Regions from separate parts of the Mus musculus genome. Here region 1 is linked to region 2. A link is a contact called in public Hi-C data. All regions are on one chromosome and are shown on one strand. The core of a region is the stretch at or near the end of the contact, and the rest is flanking DNA. Distances in the headings are between cores, read along the strand shown.

The links. A called contact is a pair of places that touch in the nucleus more often than the background predicts.
Region 1: a contact with region 2 is called in a Hi-C map of cerebral cortex, with 3 times the contacts expected there. The contact joins two enhancer-like sites. A contact is called at or near these places in 1 of 15 datasets of contacts at CTCF or cohesin (stem cell-derived epiblast-like cells), 37 of 484 Hi-C or Micro-C datasets (the C2C12 cell line, CD4 T cells, the CH12 cell line and 17 more), 4 of 115 datasets of contacts at active chromatin or transcription factors (embryonic stem cells, epiblast stem cells, forebrain and 1 more) and 1 of 9 other capture datasets (embryonic stem cells).

The regions. Positions count from the first base shown.
Region 1 is chr10:85,457,904-85,460,603 of GRCm38.p6, reverse strand. The region is part of intron 1 of Btbd11 (BTB (POZ) domain containing 11); the gene reads right to left. Among named protein-coding and RNA genes, the nearest start is that of Btbd11, 72 kb to the right of the region's middle. Within about 2 kb of position 1,428, at least 70 of the 459 cell types and tissues checked have an H3K27ac peak or open chromatin away from gene starts, as enhancers often do. A contact at or near this core is called in cerebral cortex, where this site is marked.
Region 2 is chr10:85,219,751-85,222,450 of GRCm38.p6, reverse strand. No RefSeq gene overlaps it. Among named protein-coding and RNA genes, the nearest start is that of Cry1, 36 kb to the right of the region's middle. Within about 2 kb of position 1,255, at least 21 of the 459 cell types and tissues checked have an H3K27ac peak or open chromatin away from gene starts, as enhancers often do. A contact at or near this core is called in cerebral cortex, where this site is marked.

The DNA of each region.
Region 1 (2,700 bases), core at 179-2,678, 240 kb before region 2:
GTGGGGCATTTTCTCAACTGAGGCTCCTTTTCCCAGAACGACTGTGGTCTGTGTCAAGTTGACATAACAACAAGCTATCACGCTTAGTATTGTTCATGACACCATGCTATGAAATACCAAGGAACGCTGTCCCAAACACCTCACCTTGGTCAGGGTGGCCCTAAGTTCTGGCCTGCAGGTCAGTTTCACAGTACATACAGTCTTCTGCTCTGACAGAAACAGAATGGCTTCCTTATGGCAAACAAAGACTTTACTTTCCTACCGCAGTCCCTCAGTGCATACCAAATCAGTATACTCTCTGGATTGCAATTTGTTAGAATGCTTGGCTTTAAAAATCTATCTTTGAGTTATTGACTTGAGTTCAGTAAAAAAACCATTCTGGTAAATGAATTTTAGCTGGGGAGCAGGACAGAATTTTCAACAATTTCTGTGGTGGCCCCGAACGCAGTCCTGTCATTTTATCCTATGTATTTATGTGACAGTGTTCCCAGTGCTGATGATATTAAAGATCAAAATGTCAATCAACTATGAAAAATACTGACGATGCTCTATGTCCTGTAGTATCAAATGTTCAGTGGAGATTTAACTTTATGCTAAAAAGAAATGGGCTACATGCATCTCACTAATACAGAACTTTCTTTTTGTCTTTAATAATTGATAAAATAAAAATCTATAATAAAAATTAATTTCAAGTAAATTTCATTGTGATTTATGGCCAGTAACTGTTTGTATGTGTTTTATAAACCTATATTCTTTGGGTTTCATAAACTTTGGGAGGACAAAAGGAGTTGTGAGTGGAAAAAAGTTTAAGAAACCCTAGTATAGAACAGAGCTGGCATTAAAAACTAGTGTAGGAAAAGTGGACTGTTCAAAGTGTGGGACAAACGGCTTTCCTTGAGGACAATATTAAAACTGATTTTCTGCTGCATGCAAAAGGGTTAACAACCCATATGTGCACAAGCATACTTCATCACAAACTGCAACCTCATTAGGAGGAAATGCCCTTATAAGCTTAGCTCTTAAATTCATAATTGAAAAAAAAATAGATCAATTAAACCAAAACAAAATTTAAAATCTTCCTTAGGACAAAATACTCCTCACAGAAAACTCAGCAGGAAAGAAGACACCGGGGGAGGCAGCTGTAACATGGTACAGAATTTAAAAACCTTCCTTCAGACAGACTGGATATTCAGAAACACGGAGAAATGACGGCACGCCAGTGAACGGAGATGAGCGGGGTAAAAATAAGCGTGAGACCCCACCACACAACAAATCTGTTTGGCGAACACTGAAAAGTCACAACTGTGAGGACCCGTGAGAAGGTGGAGGGCCAGACCCCTCCGAGGTGGCCTGTGTGAACCCGTGCACTCGCTCTGCAGAACAGGTTGGCACAGGCCAGGCCAGCTGGCGGCTGGAGCGCTCTGTGAGTCAGCAGTTCCACCTCTGGAATGTCTTCCCCGGGACTCTCAGGGGAGGCACTTCTGCAGGATGGATGGCAATGGCAGGCAGCCGCCTGGTGTGGCAGAGACTGGGGACAACAGAGCACTCGCCATCAGCATGAACGAGGGACTCTGGGCTTCCACACAGATGTGCTTGCAAAACAATGTGGGGTGAAAAAAAAATCAAGTTGGAGAGTATGCCGTTAAGCATGCAAATGTAACCCATGTATGATTTATGAACACTCGGAGTGGGAACACGACACAGAGACAGATTGGAAGACTATGCCCCAAATTCATGATCAAGGCTGCCTCGGGGGAGGAAGGAAGAACCCGAGGAACCATAACAGGAGGGATTTCAGCTTTAGTGAAAATATTTGGTTTCTTTTGTTTGAGAAAATTCGGGCAAATATGAGAAATGATTAACATCTGTTAATTCTGGTAGGTGGTTCTTACATTCTCGGCATTTTTAATTACTGAAAAGGAGCATGAATCCCAAGGATAAAACAATTAAAATTTCATCATGCCAAAAAGAAAAATCATCTATGTTACTGTTCATCGTGGGCCCCACCCCCCACCCCCGGGACAGGACAGACCAGGAGCTCCGTGAACACTGCTGCTTAGCTGAGGCTCTTTGCTGGGTGCTGCCAGAGTGTGCCCCCACAATTTCTAAGACAGTCCTCATTATCCGAGGAAGAAAGCTGTGTTTTGAGAAGGTTAAATGATTTCCTGATGCTCTGCAGAGGTTTTGAACGTGAGCTTAACTCTACATTATAGATAGCAGGAGGAATTTCCGGCAGACAGGAATGCAGACGTTAAAAGGACATGAAAACTCGGTGTGGAGACCCAGGTGTTGATCTGCATAGATAAACAGCACAACAACCCTGTGCCGAGAGAAGTGTTCTTTTAAAATCACATCCATTTATTCTGTACGCGCCATGACAACTCACAGGAGTCTCTCTCCTTCCATTGCGTAGGTCCTGGGGATTGAACCCTGGCCATCAGACCTTTACCACCGAGTCAAGTTGAGGCAGCCCCACTAAATCATCGCCAACCAAACCTGAATTTTAAGATTGTTGGATGTTTTGTTTGCTTGTTTGTTTGTTTTTTCAGTACAGGGAAATCGAACCTATGACCTCATGCGTATGAACAATGAGAGAACGTCACTTACCATGGAGAGAAACGAGGAGCAGTGGAGAAAGGTTCCAACATACAAGGGATGGGAAAGGCACATTCTCTGTCGAGGGATGCCCAACCCCAGGGT
Region 2 (2,700 bases), core at 6-2,505:
TCAGCCATTAAAAAAAATGAAATCTTGAAATTCACAGGTAAATGGATAGAACTAGAAAATTATCATCCTGAGTGAGGTAACCCAGACCCAGGAAGATAAATATGGCTTGTAGTTGGTTATATGTAACTGTTAGCTATTAAGTCTTCCGTAAGCAAGTGATGGTTCATATAACCACAGAGGATGGAGATAAAGTCATGGAAAGGGGATGGATGGATTAATCTCCCTAGGAAAGGAGAGACAGAAACATCTGGGACTTGATTGCTGGCATCCAGGCAGAATGAAAGAGTCTGAAACGTGACATGCTTGACATGAGCCTCCCTCGGCAGAAGCATTGGTACAGGTGGGGACACACATGTGCATACACAGGCACACATACACTCACACATACGTGAACACACATGCACACTCATAAGCACGCGTGCACACACTCATGCACACACTCGCGCATGTGCACGCACACAAGTAGTATCTAGTAGTCTCCCTACTGTTTCTAAATTCAGAGTTTCCTCATCACTAGGTGGCCCTCTCAATGAGCCTCTCTCTGACCCAGTTGCTGCTGTTCTGAACACTGTAGCTCTCTTTGCTTTGCTGCTGTTGGGTTTTCTCCCTGGTAATCATCATTCACGTGCTAAATGCTTGGCTTACTTATTTTCTCCTTCCTTTATAAGAGCCAGAGTCTGCTTTGTTCATTTCCATGCCCTTCCCTCCTGGAGTGCTTCCAAGCACACGGGAATCCACGATACAGGGTTTATATACAAGCAAGTGTGGCTGATCAGGGAAATGGCAGTTTGGCAGAAATGAAACCTAAGACAGACTCACTAGCTAACATTTGTCATCTGTTCTGCTAGGAGGACACGACTAGAAGAGCAGAGGAAAAAGAAAATCAGAGGAAAACAGTCCGTTTTAAAACAAGCCGTTCTGTCCCCACACGTGGCTGCCATCATTTCCTCCTCCATAAGCTCCTAACATCGTACCCAAAAGCTGGGAGGCACGCAACCTGAAGCAAGGAGATAGGCAGTCTGGATTCTCCATTTCAGTCTCAGCATCCTCATTTAACACGACGAAATAGCTAATACATTCTGTGATTCGGGAATCAGAGGCTGCAAGCTAAGGTCTTACATAACAGGTGTGGCCTCACTTCCCTACCCCACAGTTCTAAAAGAAATGTTATTGTGGGTACCGATCTGCGCGAATAACGCTGCAGAGATGGACAGTCAGGGCAGGGAACCTGAGACTCTCCAAGGAGGCGAGCAAAGCCTTTGCCTTCAAAAAGAGACAGGAGAGGAGTGCAGTTTTGCTTTCAAGCCCCAAGGTGTTGGCCTTTGCCGTAAGGTAATCTCTTTCTTAGAGCGCCACCTACTGGTGCAGGGTTTTGCAGCAACGCCTAGCCTCGGCTTGTACAAGCACCTGTTCTCGACCAACCTCAGTGTGTTTTAGAAAAGAGTCTTACATGATACTTCAAAACAAGATCTCTCTCATGAATGAGGTTTCTATTGTAGCTTTACCATTAAAAAATAGGAAGAAGCGCTTTCTGGGCCTTAGTTTTTATAAGAAACAACAGGTCTTTTGCTGAAAATCTGTCTTCTGCTTTACAAAGCTTCCTTGACTTGGTAAGGCAAGCATATTCTTGAAGGGTCATGTGTGCTAGCCAAAATTAAATAGGGAGATTTACATTTTAATTGCAGCGAGGGACATCCCGCTTTAAGGAATCCCAAGGGTAATTGAACATTTTTCTAAAGTCAAACAAGCTCTCCAGTTGTGTTTGCTTTGAAACTCAGCCTCACCTTTAATTTGCTCCAAATTCAGGTCCACCTGTTCTCATAGCACGGGTTCTGGTCAGTTTTAAACGACAGCGTTTCACTCACACCCTCTTTAAAAAGCAAGCCAAATAGACTCCAAGCCCATTCCGAGCTGGCAGCGAAGCCCATGGAAGAGATTGTTTATGAGATGTTTTGCCTGCCTGGATCTGGGGGGTTAAGGAAGGAAACAGCCCACACGGGCTCCACGCTCTTGTCTTGCCCAACCATCCCTGGCTTGCCACATGATGTCCTCAGCAGCTACCCCTCCAGGGTGCTAAAATTACTGTTTTGATTCCCTGGTGCTGCCAGTTTATCCCCCAAATTAATCGAAGAATTTTGTGTGAAACACACATAAGGAGGTTAGTAACGAAGAGGGGAGGGGCCTAAGTAAAAAGGATTACACCTGACTCCACTGTGACCCAGGCAGGGAAAAGGCATTCGAAGAGACTGAGATCCTGGTAACAATGTTACTCATATCACGCAAGATCATTTAAGGCCAGCAGCCTTAAAAGATGCTATTAGATACTCTTTTCCAAGAAAAGATGGCTCTGGGGAATTCCAATGATCTTAAGTGTATGAGTTTGCATTGTGAGTAAATCAGAGAGAACTGAATTTAAATCTCAGCTCTACATCACTATCCTTTAAGATGCAAGGGAAATTATTTGTCCTCTGTTGCTCCGTCTTCGCAATCATAAGATGGGAAAATAAGAACACTTTCCTGGGTAAGCCGTCAGGACGGAGGAAGCAGCAAGAGTTCTTGGGAGGCCTCCAACGTGGTGATAGCTATTAACAATAATGACCCAAATGTCAGATTCTTCAGTCAACACTGACAAGGACATTCAAAGGCCAGAATGACATAGTAGAAACGGCACTGAGTTAGACTGGGAGACTGACAGCTTTG